Regions from separate parts of the Sus scrofa genome. Here region 1 is linked to region 2. A link is a contact called in public HiChIP or PLAC-seq data. All regions are on one chromosome and are shown on one strand. Each heading gives the region's core, a stretch centred on a gene start, on an enhancer-like site or on the middle of the called end of the contact. The rest is flanking DNA. Distances are from core to core; before and after follow the strand shown. Region 1 overlaps THADA (thyroid adenoma-associated protein). Region 2 overlaps THADA (thyroid adenoma-associated protein).

Region 1 (6,171 bases), core at 2,732-5,231, 160 kb after region 2:
AACAGGAGTTCCTGTCATGGCACAGTGGTTAGGAACCATGAGGAACCATGAGGTTTCGGATTCGATCCCTGGCCTTGCTCAGTGGGTTAAGGATCTGGCGTGGCCATGAGCTGTGGTGTAGGTTGCAGACGCGGCTCGGATCTGGCGTTGCTGTGGCTGTGGCGTAGACTGGTGGCTACGGCTCCAATTAGACCCCTAGCCTGGGAACCTCCATATGCTGCAGGAGCAGCCCTGGAAAAAAGCAAAAAAAAAAAGAAAGAAAGAAACTTGCTCTTTGTCATAGAGTCCTTTTCATGCCCCCGGCTTAGAGAACCTTCCCGCTTGGTCTTACAGGCCTCTTTTAACTCCTTCTACAGGAGATCCATGAACAGCTGGGTGTTCTGCCCCATCTCTCTTTTCTGGCAGGGAGAACCCGAAGGAGGCTGAAGGAGTAGCTCTGTCCTCCTTGACATCCCAGCCTATGTTTCCGTAGAAGGGAGTGTGGCCTCTGCCAAAAGCTTGGCCTCACAGTTCGTGACCGAGTTGAGGTATCGTCTTCACTTTGCGGGGGAGGCAGCTACCTGAGTTTGAGGTCAGCACAGGCCAGATGGCTGGAGCTACCCAAAGACTCCTGGGCCGGATCGCTCAGCTTTCATGGGAATAAGACGGCAAAGCCTCCCCCAGCTGGAAGCCAGATCCTGAGGGTGGGGGGGTGCGGGGCAAGATCTCAGGCTTCCCAGAACGCGTGGGAAGCGGAAGATTCGAGGCCACAGCATTCCGACTCTGATACTTGGACAGAGCTGGTCGGTCCCCTTGGTTACAGCCGTGCGGGGCCTGGGCGCCACGGTTACCCTGCTCACCTTGCAGGGCTGTTCACGTCCTCACCTTCGAAGCCGCCCCACCTCTGGGGAAACAATGAAAATCAGCCACACCCGTGGAAATTCATGTCGGGGAGAGAAGGCAGGGGCAGATCAAAGCCTCTGTAACCCAAGAATTCCTCAGCAGCTCGGAGTCCCTTAATAATTATGGTTTGGAGATTTGCCAGAAAGCAAAACCACTTACATGCCATGTTTAACAATGAACAGTTTTCTGTGTTCAGAATAGTCGCTGTGCAGAGCAAATAGGCACCTTGAACAAAGGGTAGGATATTTATATTTGTATATAAAATAACCCGCACTACCTTAAACCAAAGCGTGTCTGCAGGGAAGAATGTGGCACTTCCCTCTGTACTGGTACCTGTTTTATGAGTAAATTGGAGAGTGTAGCCTGCCTCCATCCCCACCTTCGTGCATTAAAAACAAAAGCATTTGTTTAATCCAGCATTTTCCAGACTTATTTAATAGATTCCCCCCCCCACTTTGGTTGGTTTTTGGAGTTTAGAGTTTTCTGTTTTAAGTATCTACGAACATTGACCAGCTATAATGGAAAAAAATAAAAATCGTTAAAATAGATAATCCACTAGCACCTACTGTATAGCAGAGGGACCTCTACTTAATATTTTGTAACAACTTGTAAGGGAAGAGAATCTTAGAGTATGTTATCACTTATATGCATAAAGCATATATGTTATGTACCCAAAAAAGTATCTGTCAACATTCCCAGCATCTCAAGGGAAACTTTTTGGGAAATGATGGCCAAAGAGGATAGGAAGCAGGGATTTAGTGAGAAGATGGGTGATGAAGAGGGTTGCTGGAACCCAGGGCTGTACAACAATTTGGTGAACCCGCTCCTTGGACCCTGTTTCTCTGTGTCATTGTTTGTTCAGTTCATCATTTATTCAACAAACATTTGTTATTGGGGGAAATGGGAGACGAATGGCTTCTTGGAGGACAGCTCATTAGAACTGAAGCTTAAAGGTTAGATATAATTTGAGTGAGAGAAGACGGCAACGATGGGGAGCATTCCAGAAAGACAGGGTTGGCCAGGTGTGAGGCATGTGCAGGAAAGGAATAAATTAGTAGGCAAGTCTTCATACGCACAGAGGATGAGGTGAAAGGAAGCTGGGATGCAGCAGAGGAGCTTTGGATCAAGCAAGACTCTTTCTCTGATCCAACCTGCTCCAGCACTGGGTGGAGGGAGCATATTGGCTCCCATGACTGAGAGTTCTGGGGTCAGGGCTGGCTTCAGATGTGGCATGATGCAAGGGCTCAGACAGTGTCCCAAGGACCTGGTTTCTTGCCATGTTCTTCCTCTGTCCTTAGGTTGGTTCTGTTTTCAGATAAGCTCTCACTCCCCTGGAAGTTCTAAGATGCAGCAGCTGCTCTAGCCTTTGCATCTTGGTTTATTCGAGGCCTGTGTCACTCAAATCTCTTTTAAAGGCTTTTTTTAATGACTGTAGTTGGGTTCCAGGCCCATCCCGGAACTAATCTCTGAGGCAAGGATGATGATGATGCCCTGAGTGGCTTAGACCTGGGGTAGGTGCTCATGCTTGGGGCGGGGGGCAGGATAACCACACCCAAACCACATGGGCCAAAATTGTGGAAGGGCTGATTCTCCAGGAGAAGACTGGGGCACAGCCATCCAGAGAAGGCAAATGGAAGCTAAGCCCACAAAAACAGCAGATGTCCACGGAAACTGGGAGAGCCACGGCAGTGAATCTGGATATCATTTGCACCAGAAAACCAGTAAAAACTTTTGAACAAATAAGTAACATGATCAGAGCTATACATTAAGATTAATTCAGCTACAGTTTAATAGCTGCCATGTGCTTGGCACATGGTAGGGGATCAGTAACTATATATTGAAAGAGGGAGATAAATGGATGGATTAGGGGTGGGGAGAGAGAGAAATTAAAGGTAAGGGAGCATTTGTAGAAGACTCTGGTAATAGTTTGGGAGAGGAGCTAGCCAAGGAAGTAACCAAGCCCCATCAAGAAGACCAAGAGGTTCCATTGTCATGAACTCACCTAAGGAAAAATGAGCAAGGACAGAGTTGGTCAGCCATGCCGCTCACCATCAAAAGATCTGGTCAAAGAGAATAAGGATGGAGGAAATGTCCTAAGTGAGAGTTGAGAGAGAAGGTCCAGTAGTGGGAAGGTCAGAAGCCAGCTTCAAGGAGTTTAAAAGTAAGGAGGAGGCCACTCTGTAACAGTCATCAATCTTCTTATCCGGCCCCCTTCAAACTCAGCAAAAAAATGCTCCTTCATGTCCATGAATCCTTTGTGCAGCAGCTCATTCCATCCCCAGGACCTTCCTCCAGCCACGGCGCCCTTTTCTCCCATATGTCTGCAGGCTCTCCTCCTCCCTCTCCAGGCTCTCTCTCCTGTCCTAACACTGCGTTTCCCAGACCCTGCTCTGCTTTCAAGCTAATGTTTCAAAAGAATCATTAGAGACGTTTTCAAGTGGGGGAGGACAGAAGTTTGAGCTTATGCTGAATGTCTTTTGTAGAAAACAAGATTATCTGGAAGAATGAGTGGTTAAGGGAGTAAAGATATAGGGACAGGGAGAAGGTTGGGACAGTTTATACAGCGGTTCAGTTAGGAGGCACCACCCTGTAGGTCCAGAATATTTTCATCACCCTCCAAAAAAATCCCGTATCCATGAAGCAGCCACTCCCTAGTCTCCCCTCCCTTTCCAGTCCCTTGCAGCCACCAATCTGCTTTCAGAGTCTCTGAATTTTCATAGTAGGGACTTCAAAGAGATGGTTGAGTGGGAAGGCGAGGGGATCGTGTAGAGGTAGAAGGCGTTTGCTGATCGGCCTGAGTCAGAGATGAAGCAAAGAAGGAACAGCCTCTACTGGAAAGGGAGGAGTATGGCAGCTTCTGCCAGGACCAGAAAGCTAGGGAAAGGATGAAAAACATGGAGAGTGTGCTCACAGTAGAGCAGATTTGGATTAAGAGCACTTTTCCTAGTAGCTTTTAAGGAAACCCATTCCCCGAGCCTTGGGGCGCGTCTGAATAAAGCATGAGGATAGGGAGGAAATGAGAGGAGGTTTTATAGGCGATTCCTGAGAGAGCCCATAGCAGGGGGCTCTGTTCCCTCCCCTTGATTGTAAAATGTGTGACCTGAGACAAGGTGGCTCAGGACTGTGTGCTGGTCACCAGAGCTGAACACGGCTCCCTGACAGCCTTCCCACCTCCCCGGGGGTCCCCAGTTCTGCGTGCATTTCCCAAATCAGTGCTGCTGGGCATTGTGACAGATAGAGGGTCCTGGGATTCGGGTTTGGGGGCTTCTGTTTTTAGAGAACAGACAAATAGCTTTTAAGGGGAAGGAAACAGGACACCAGCGAGCTTCGTGTCTGTGTTCTCTTCCAAGAGTGCTGCTCCGTAATGTAATTGTATTCAGACATTTTTTTTGCATGACATCAGGGAATAGCCTCCCTTAAAAGCTTTCATGAAAAAGCACAACTATAAAACAGACTCAGGCAATGAAATGGAAACCAGACGAGTGGGTCTGTGTAATTCGGGTAAAGAGATTTCTCCTTATGGCTTTGTGATCCGATCTCTGCTCTCTGCATAAAAGTCTATTTCACAGGATCCACTTACATATGAGTCTTACCTTGCAGGTGCTTCTAGACATAAAATGTCTTGCTTTCTTAGCAAACGTGATGAGGTGTAGGAAAACAAGGGTTCCCTCCGCAGTGGCTGTTCAGACCACCCTCCTCTGCCTGCCCCCTTTCCAGCCCTCTGAGTCTAAACCTCTGTCCTTGGGTGAGCCAACCAGCAGCAGGGAGGGAGGGCTGGCCCCTCTTCGCCTCTTTCGAGCCCTATGTACCCCTCCATCTGTCCACCCCTCCCACCCCTGCTCAGGGCTAGTCTTTGGGACATGTGTCCGGGGGAGCAATACTCACTGAGGAGCCCTTTTCTTAACCCCACCCCCTTTAATTTAAAGACACAAGGGTATAAAATTGAATTTCCCACCATCCTCTATTCTTGGCACACCCTCTGGCTCCGTCCCCAAGGAGATCTTTTCTTTCTGTATTTTTTTTTTATTAAGGTGAAATTCACGTAACATGCAATTAACCATTTTAAAGTATACCACACGGTGGCATTTGGTAATTCATAATATTGTGCAACCATCACCACCCTGTAGGTCCAGAATATTTTCATCACCCTCCAAAAAAATCCCGTATCCATGAAGCAGTCACTCCCTATTCTCCCCTCCCTTCCTAGTCCCTTGCAGCCACCAATCTGCTTTCTGAGTCTCTGAATTTCTCTATGTTGGCTATTTCATAGAAATGGAATCATATAATGTATGACCCTTCCTGCCTGGCTCTTTTCACTAGGCAGAGTGTTTATAAGCGTCATCCATATTGTAGCATGTAGCAGTGCTTCATTTATTTTTATGCTCAAGTAATAATGTGTAGTATGGATGTACCATATTTTGTTTATCCTTCATCCAGTGATGGATACTTGGGTTGTTTCCGCCTTTTGGCTACTGTGAATAACGCTGCTGTGAACATTCATGCACAAGCGGTTGTTTGAGTACTTATTTTCAGTTCTTCTAGATGTATACCTAGGGCTAGAGTTGCTGGATTATATGGCAGTTCTGTGTTTAACTTTGAGAAACTGGCGGTCCTTTCTTGACGGAGTCTCCTAGGTCTGCTCTGACGAGGAATAACAGGGGTGGACCACCCCTTCCTCACCCTCTAAGACACATTGACCTCATCCTGCTAGATCTAGAGAGAAACTGAAGGAATAAGCCAGAGGAAGCAGGAGTCTTTCTGGAAATGAAGAAGTCACCAAAGAGGTACTGAAAAGGCTGGACTCAGGCAAGGCAAGAACTTAGTAAGATAGGGACTCAACAGCCTGGAGTGAAGGAAGATGGGAAGCTAATACCTGCATGGCTGGTATGGCCCATGCACTCGTGATGGGGCATGAAAAAGGAGGGCCAGGAACTTACTTATTCCCGTAACTATGGGGGCAGGGGAGCCAGGCAGAATGAACCCTTCTGCTAAGGAGTTAAGACACTCTGGCTTCAAGGAGCCACTGAAAAGCTTTTTTTTTTTGGCCTCAGCAGCGTGCGGTACTTGATGTGGGATCTCGGTTCTCAGACCAGGGATTGAACCTGAGCCATAGCAGCGAACGTGCTAAATCCCAAGCACTAGACCACCAGGGAACTCTCACTGGAGACCTTTAAAACAAAGGGTTAGAAAGATTGCCCGGACCACAGGGTAGAGGAGGGATGGCTTGGAGACAATGAAGACAAGACTGGAAGCAAGGAGGCAGGTTGGAAGGTTGCCCTTGTTCCAAAG
Region 2 (6,968 bases), core at 2,856-5,355:
AGAAAAAAAAGAAAAGAAAGTATGCAACAAACAAAAGTAATCCTTTCTCTACAAAATTATAGGGGGATACCCTACATATCCACTGGGATAGCTAAAATGGAAAAAAAGACAACAGCAAATGTTGGAAAGAATATAGAGACAATGCTTACTCATTGTTGGGAATGTAAAATGCTGTAATTATTTTGGAAAACTGTCAGTTTTCTGAAATTTTAAACATATTTCACTTTTATTCTCTGATATTTATTTAAGAGAAATTAAACCATATGTCCACAAAAAATCTTGTGCTACAAGAATGTTCCTAGCAGCTTTATTCATGATAGCCAGCAAATGGAAAGCAGTCCTTATCCGTCAAGGGGAGAATGGATAAAGAAACTTGTGTATTCATGTAACGGAATACCAAACAACAAAAAGAATCAAACTCTTGATAGACTGAATAACATGAATGAATCTCAAACTTTGGGCTAAGTGAAAAAGCCAGACACAATTATGTAATGTATTATTACATTTATATGAAATTCTAGAATAGACAAAACCAAATTATGGTAATAGAAATCAAATCATAGTTGCTTTGAGGATTCAGAGTTGACTGCAGAAGGGGCACAAGGGAACTTTCTGGGATGTTGAAAATGTTCTGAGGCTTCCTAAGGGTGGATTACATGAGTATATGCATTTATGAAAGTTGATTGAATGGTACACTTAAGATTTAAGCATTTCACTGTGTATAAAATATACCTCAACTTTAAAAGTATGATATTTTGGGTCTTCATTCATAAGAGCATACATCTAGGGTTGACAAGAGCGGGCAGGTTAGCGAATATTTGTGTCTCCCTTTCCGAGTAGTGGTTTTTTAATAGTTTTAGAGGCCGAGTGTTTAACCAAATGTTGTATTTAGCTTGAGCCTTTTTGTCAGTTGTACAGTCAGAGGAACTATTTTCAGGATCTTGTCAGAGTTCAGGGGGCAGTATTTATTAAGATGGGAAAGGTCGTCCTTGCAGATTGGAGCCCCAGAATCTCACACACCAAGTCTTCTTCTGGTCATCATCCTCCCGAACAGTGGGTCTCAACTGGGAACCTTTTTCTCTTCTCAGGGTACATTGGTAGTGTCTAGAGATACTTTTGATCATCAATTGGTGGTGGGAGGGGGTGTTGTGTGTTACTGGCATCTAGCGAATAGAAGCTACAGAGGCTGCTAAACATACTACAGGCACAGACGGCCCCCCACTACAAAGATTATCTGGTCCAAAATGTTACTGGTGCCAGTGTCAAGAAACTTTATTCTGCGCTTCTCCTGATGCTGACTCAGTTTCAGTCAACCAGGTTCATTGTCCAAATCAATCATGGCAACTTGGCATTTTCACAAGTTGCGTGTTTCTTCTCTGTCAGAATTTAATATTAAATAGTTGTAAATATATATATATATATATATATACACACACATATAATCTTAAGGTTTGAGATAAAATTCCACTTGTTAAGAGCATTTCCGAAATCCAAATTAAATGTATTGTTTCTGCTGGTTGTTAAATTCTTCAGATGTAGGTTTTGTTCTTAACTTTATTTCATTAAATATTCAAACAAATGATCTTAGTTATCATTCTTTTAAAAATAAGGCTTTATTAATTACCAAAGCAAAGGAAATAAATGATAATCTTTTTGTTTTTTTCCCTCTACAGAATGACAGGGAGTGAATTTTTCTCTCGTTTCCCGGAGCTCTATCCCTTTCTTCTCAAACAGTTGGAAACTGTAGCCAATACCGTGGACAGGTAAGGAGAGAATATGATGGGGTGAGGCGAAGTCAAGGATGTGAATGACTTGCAGGGTTTTTTTCCCTCCAGGCAACAGGTTTTTTTGTTTGTTTGTTTTGTCTTCTTAGGGCTGCACCTGTGGCATATGGAGGTTCCCAGGCTAGGGGTTAAATGGGAGCTACAGCTGCTGGCCTAACCACAGCCACAGCAACGCAGGATCCGAACCAAGTCTGTGACCTACCCCATGGCCCATGGCAACGCCGGATCCTTAACCAACCACGTAAGGCCAGGGATCAAACCTGCATCCTCATGGTTACTAGTCAAATTTGCTTCCACTAAGCCACAACTGAAACTCCTACAGGTAACAGTTTTTAATCAGTTCCTTTCTTGTAACGTAGCTGGATTTTTTAAAAAGTGATTCTTATTACATCATGTTTTCTGATGCAGTTGTAATATTATATTTTACATTTTAAAATCCTGTTTTTAAACAGTAGAAATTGACAGAACACTGTAAACCAACTATAATGGAAAAAATAAAAATCATTAATTAAAAAAAGTTTTTGGTGTTTTATGTAAGTCACCTATACTTTAATAAAAAAAAATTTTCTAAGTAAAGTTAGGTTTTTTTAGAAGCACATGGTGATTTCTTCTAAGAATCATTTTCTTCCTCCTAGATTTAAAAATTGCTGGGTTTATATAATGAGTTTGCTTTAAAACACCCCTGTCATCTTTTTATTACCGGCCTGTTACAGCTGACTAATCTGGTCACGTATGATCCAAAATGATACTGTTCTGGAGTTCCCATCGTGGCGCAGCAGAAACTAATCCGACTAGGAACCATGAGGTTGTGGGTTCGATCCCTGGCCTTGCTCAGTGAGTTAAGGATCCGGTGTTGCCATGAGCTGTGGTGTAGGTTGCAGATGCGGCTCGGATACCGCGTTGCTGTGGCTCTGGTGTAGGCCGGTGGCTACAGCTCCGATTAGACTCCTAGCCTGGGAAACTCCATACGCCACAGGTGTGGCCCTAAAAAGACAAAAGACCAAAAAAAAAAAAAAGAAATGATACTGTTCTACTTGAGCGAAGATGGCCAGTGACCCTGGAAATACAAAATAAGCTATTAAGAGGCTTTCCAGTCTGATCCGGGCAGATAAAATTCACCATTGTCCTTTTTATCATGTTCTGTGGCTGAAAGTGGAATTTTTAGTATGGACGTCTTAGAACATGGGCAATTTTATTCTTCTAGCAGTTTTTGCACTTGGCATGAAATTGTACAATTGTCTGTGATGGGAAAATAAAATCGCATCAACGAATTTTACTTTTGTTCATAATACATTTCCTCACATTAGTAATTTGTGCAGACAGGCTTTTCGGGCCCTAGTAAATGACCAATAATGCTTTCTTAAGTTCATTTGGGTGTCGAAATTTTCACATTTCACACTCTGCAACAGGCTTCTCTCAACTCTGATCAGCTCAAATCAAAATAGCAGACTCAAATTATCAAATTATTAGCTTTGAGAAGAGAATCATGTGCAAAAGTCCAGTCCACAGCTTTGCCAGTGTTTCTTCCTTATTTGCACATTAAGAAAACATGAAGTGAATGAAGGGAAAAATATGAAAAAAGAAAATTATCCCTGATCTTAGACTCTCACCTGATATACATAATTATTTGCTGAGAAAAAAGTGTTTGAAGACAGTGCCTCACTACTTAAGTTTTAAACCTTTTATGTACAACATTTTTTTTTTCCAGTGATACCGGAGAACTAAACCGTCATCCCAGCATGTTTCTCTTACTTTTGGTGTTGGGGAGACTCTACCCTTCCCCGATGGATGGCACCTGTTCTGCTCTCAGCATGGCACCTTTTATTCCCTTTATTATGAGGTACTGTGTGCCTCATGGAGGTAATGGGAGTGGGCAGGGGGGCTTTATGGGGTTATTTAATCCTTTCCTTGTTTCCGAAATTATAGATTTTTTTTTCCTTTAACCTTTGGGAGGGGTCTTGTAAGGCAGGGGCCTGGGAGTTATTGCCTATTGCTGTTGGGTGTCACCATGGATTTAGGCTCTCACATCTACCGCGTAAGTAGTGTTTCCTGGGAGCCCTGCCTGCTAATGGCCATGCAGTGTTGTTAGGAGATACCCCCTTCGATAAACATAGCCTTGGTGTTTGCACTATTCCTGTGCCCAGCCTGGCCAGCATGGGGCAGGCAGTTCTGGCAGATAGCCTGTGTCCAGAGGTTCAAGAGGACACCTGACTCTTCACTCTGCACAACTTTGCTGGTGGCTGCAAGGGGTAGCATCTAGGTGGCAATGCTATGTAGCATGAATTCATGTCCCCACTCATCGTCCCTTTCAAGCTTGGGGTACCTGAGAAAAAGCAACGAGTAAAGCTCACGTGTGGAATCAAATGATAAGAGGTTTTTCTGCTTCTACAGACTATTACCACTTCCTCTGTACTTTTTTTTTTTTTTTTTGAGGTATTTGCCAGCTTCTGATCCCCTTTTTCATTTTGGATCAGTCTTCACTAAACAGGTTCTGGAGAGTATTGAAATTTTCTGATGAAATATTTTAGAAGCCCTGACACTTTAGTTAGCTTTTACCTTCCTGCATACCTCTTGACACAGCAGCACCTTCTTTTTTATATAGCTACCAAAAATTGAAGCAGACTTAGAGCAGAAGGATGAAGCAGACCCAACTCAAGAGAGTGTACTTGTTATTTATGTGGTGTCCTGGGTTCCACTTCCTGGTTTCACAGAGCTGACTGATGCATTTTAATGTGAGAAACCATTAAACACAGATTCTGGTGTGTGATTGCTGTAGCCATTTGTTTGCGCCAAGCGCCGGCTGTGGTGGTGTTATCTGTGATCTCAGAGATGACTCACGCAGATTGGTTTTTGTTTCTTGATACACAGAGTTACCAGCCTCCCTTATCCAGCATTGGGTGATTCATTTTAGGAATTTGGGTCATAAATTTTACTTTCAGGAGCATTGAAAAATTGTACTTTCACATATAACTGGGAAGAACTAAAAATTATTTCAGCAAGTTGATGGAGGAGGGGGGAAGGCACATGTACAGACTCACAATGTACCGTAGAAACAAAGACACGATTAGAACTTCAGCATCCTGTGTGGAGAACATTCCGTCTGTGGAAGCTTATTACTAATCCGTCTGTTATGTGTTGCATCCTAGAAATGAGAAGTTACTACATTGACAGTGTCCTTCCTAACTGTTATTAGTTGTCATATAATCAGAATGCTCATATTACTAATTCAGAGCACCTAGTTACATATACAAAGATTGCACTAACGTGGAGGATTTAAACATTGCCTTAAGGCCGGTGTAGTCGGTGCATCGTGGGGTTTTTTTTTTTTTAGCTCAAAAAACACGAAGAAAGAAATGTACAATTCTTCTGTCCTTCCAGTGAACATGCCTTAGACAGTGATTGCTTTCTACCCGGACAGAGATTCCTAGAGCACCACCACCAGCAGAAACAGAGGTTCCTTAGAGTGTTAGTAGGCTCTGATATATTGAATGTCCATATGTGTTATAGACAGTGCTGCTCAAACTTTAAGATATAAATATATCATTTGGGGATCTCATAAATTCTGATTCCATAGGACTGGGCTGGGGCCTGAGATTTCTGCATTTCCCATCAGTTTCCAGGTCATGCTGATGCTGTGGGCATGCAGATCACAACTTGAATAGCAAGATTAAATTTGGGACAGTACACATTATCAGAACTACACACATGATAGTTGTTTTGTTTTTGTTTTTGTTTTTACTTTTTTAAAACTTTATTTAAATGTATATGTTTTTATTTTTCTAATTATTACAGCACTGCATTTTTTCTAAACATGCTGAAATACAATAAACTGTAAAGAAGAAAATAAAAATCATCCATAATCCTACTACCTAGAGACAGCTAAAATTTATATTAACTTTTAGTCAGAGAGATGATTTTAATAAACTCTACAGTAGTAGGAGCCTACTTGGTCATTGCTTAGTCTATTCAGGAAGTTTATTAGAAGTAGCTTTTGATCAGGAGTACAGAGAACAAGCAAGAAGGTATTCTAAGCAGAGAAGTCAGTAGGAAGTAGACCAGCCCTTGTTGAGCCTCTGCTGTTTGCCAGGCACTGAACTGGGCATTCGCTTACAGTGACTCTGAGAGGAAATTATCCCTGTTGAGGAAACTGAGGTTCAGGGAATGAGTGCGTTATAGAGCTGGAATATGAACCCAAGCTGTAGGGCTTATCAAGAGTGTCGGGAGTACTCTTTGTGTCGTTGTTGTTGTTTTTAAGGGCTGCTCTTGTGGCATATGGAAGTTCCCAGGCTAGGAGTCAAATCGGAGCTACAGCTGGCAGCCTTACACCACAGCCACAGCAACACCAGATCCAAGCCACGTCTTTGACCTACACACAGCTCATGGCAACGCTGGATCCTTAACCCACTGAGCGAGGCCAGGGATCAAACTCACATCTTCATGGATACTAGTCGAGTTGGTTACCACTAAGCCGCAACGGGAGCTTCCAGGGTGTCCTCTTTCCATTACACCAAAATAAACAACTCCCTTTTGTGTAGGCAAGAGTTTTAACTATGCTGAGTAGGCCCATGGGCCCTGAAATTTATGCACCTAGGAATGATTAGGAGCCTATATCCAGTCAGTGGATCATAGTGCAGACTGACTTCAGGGTACAAAAGTCACGCTCCACCAACAGTGGAATCAGCTCCTTACCTTGCTTTTCCAGCAGTGGAGGGCTGATTGGATACAGCCCTTTTCTCAGGCTCGCATCAATGGAGTCATTGCTTAGGGGCATGGGGTTGGTCTGTGACCAGAGGTGGGAGAAGGCTGGCTTTTTCTTGAAAAGAAAGTGGAAGAATCCTAGACTTAGAGTTAGGAAAACTAGTTTTGGGTTTTATCAACCCACTGCTGGGGCAGCCTTATGCTACTCTAAAAATGTTCCCAATCACACCAAGGAGATGAACTGTAAACAGATCTTTTTAAAAATAGTGAATTTGGTAAAACTAGTACACATTTAAATTACTTCTGAGAAAATTATCTGTGAAGAAAGTGAAAGATTGATGATAAAACCTGTCATTCCAAACAGTGTTTGTGGTTCTAGTTGCGGTAAAGTTTGGGCTGTTTGGGCTTGGGATAATAGCTGAAAAGATGGATGTATGCACAACTGGAATGGGCAGTGTTGTATTTTTATGGTATTGCTAATGTTAA

The links. HiChIP or PLAC-seq counts read pairs in DNA pulled down with a chosen protein or histone mark.
Region 1: a contact with region 2 is called in an H3K27ac HiChIP or PLAC-seq map of skeletal muscle. The contact joins two enhancer-like sites. A contact is called at or near these places in 1 of 47 Hi-C or Micro-C datasets (fibroblasts) and 1 of 2 datasets of contacts at active chromatin or transcription factors (skeletal muscle).

The regions. Positions count from the first base shown.
Region 1 is chr3:97,174,975-97,181,145 of Sscrofa11.1, forward strand. All of the region lies in intron 38 of THADA (thyroid adenoma-associated protein), which reads left to right. Among named protein-coding and RNA genes, the nearest start is that of ZFP36L2, 22 kb to the right of the region's middle. Within about 2 kb of position 3,982, at least 31 of the 83 cell types and tissues checked have an H3K27ac peak or open chromatin away from gene starts, as enhancers often do. A contact at or near this core is called in skeletal muscle, where this site is marked.
Region 2 is chr3:97,011,851-97,018,818 of Sscrofa11.1, forward strand. It overlaps THADA (thyroid adenoma-associated protein), which reads left to right. Exons shown (of 40, transcript XM_021088406.1): 29 at 1,674-1,763; 30 at 3,493-3,624. Among named protein-coding and RNA genes, the nearest start is that of THADA, 140 kb to the left of the region's middle. Within about 2 kb of position 4,106, at least 31 of the 83 cell types and tissues checked have an H3K27ac peak or open chromatin away from gene starts, as enhancers often do. A contact at or near this core is called in skeletal muscle, where this site is marked.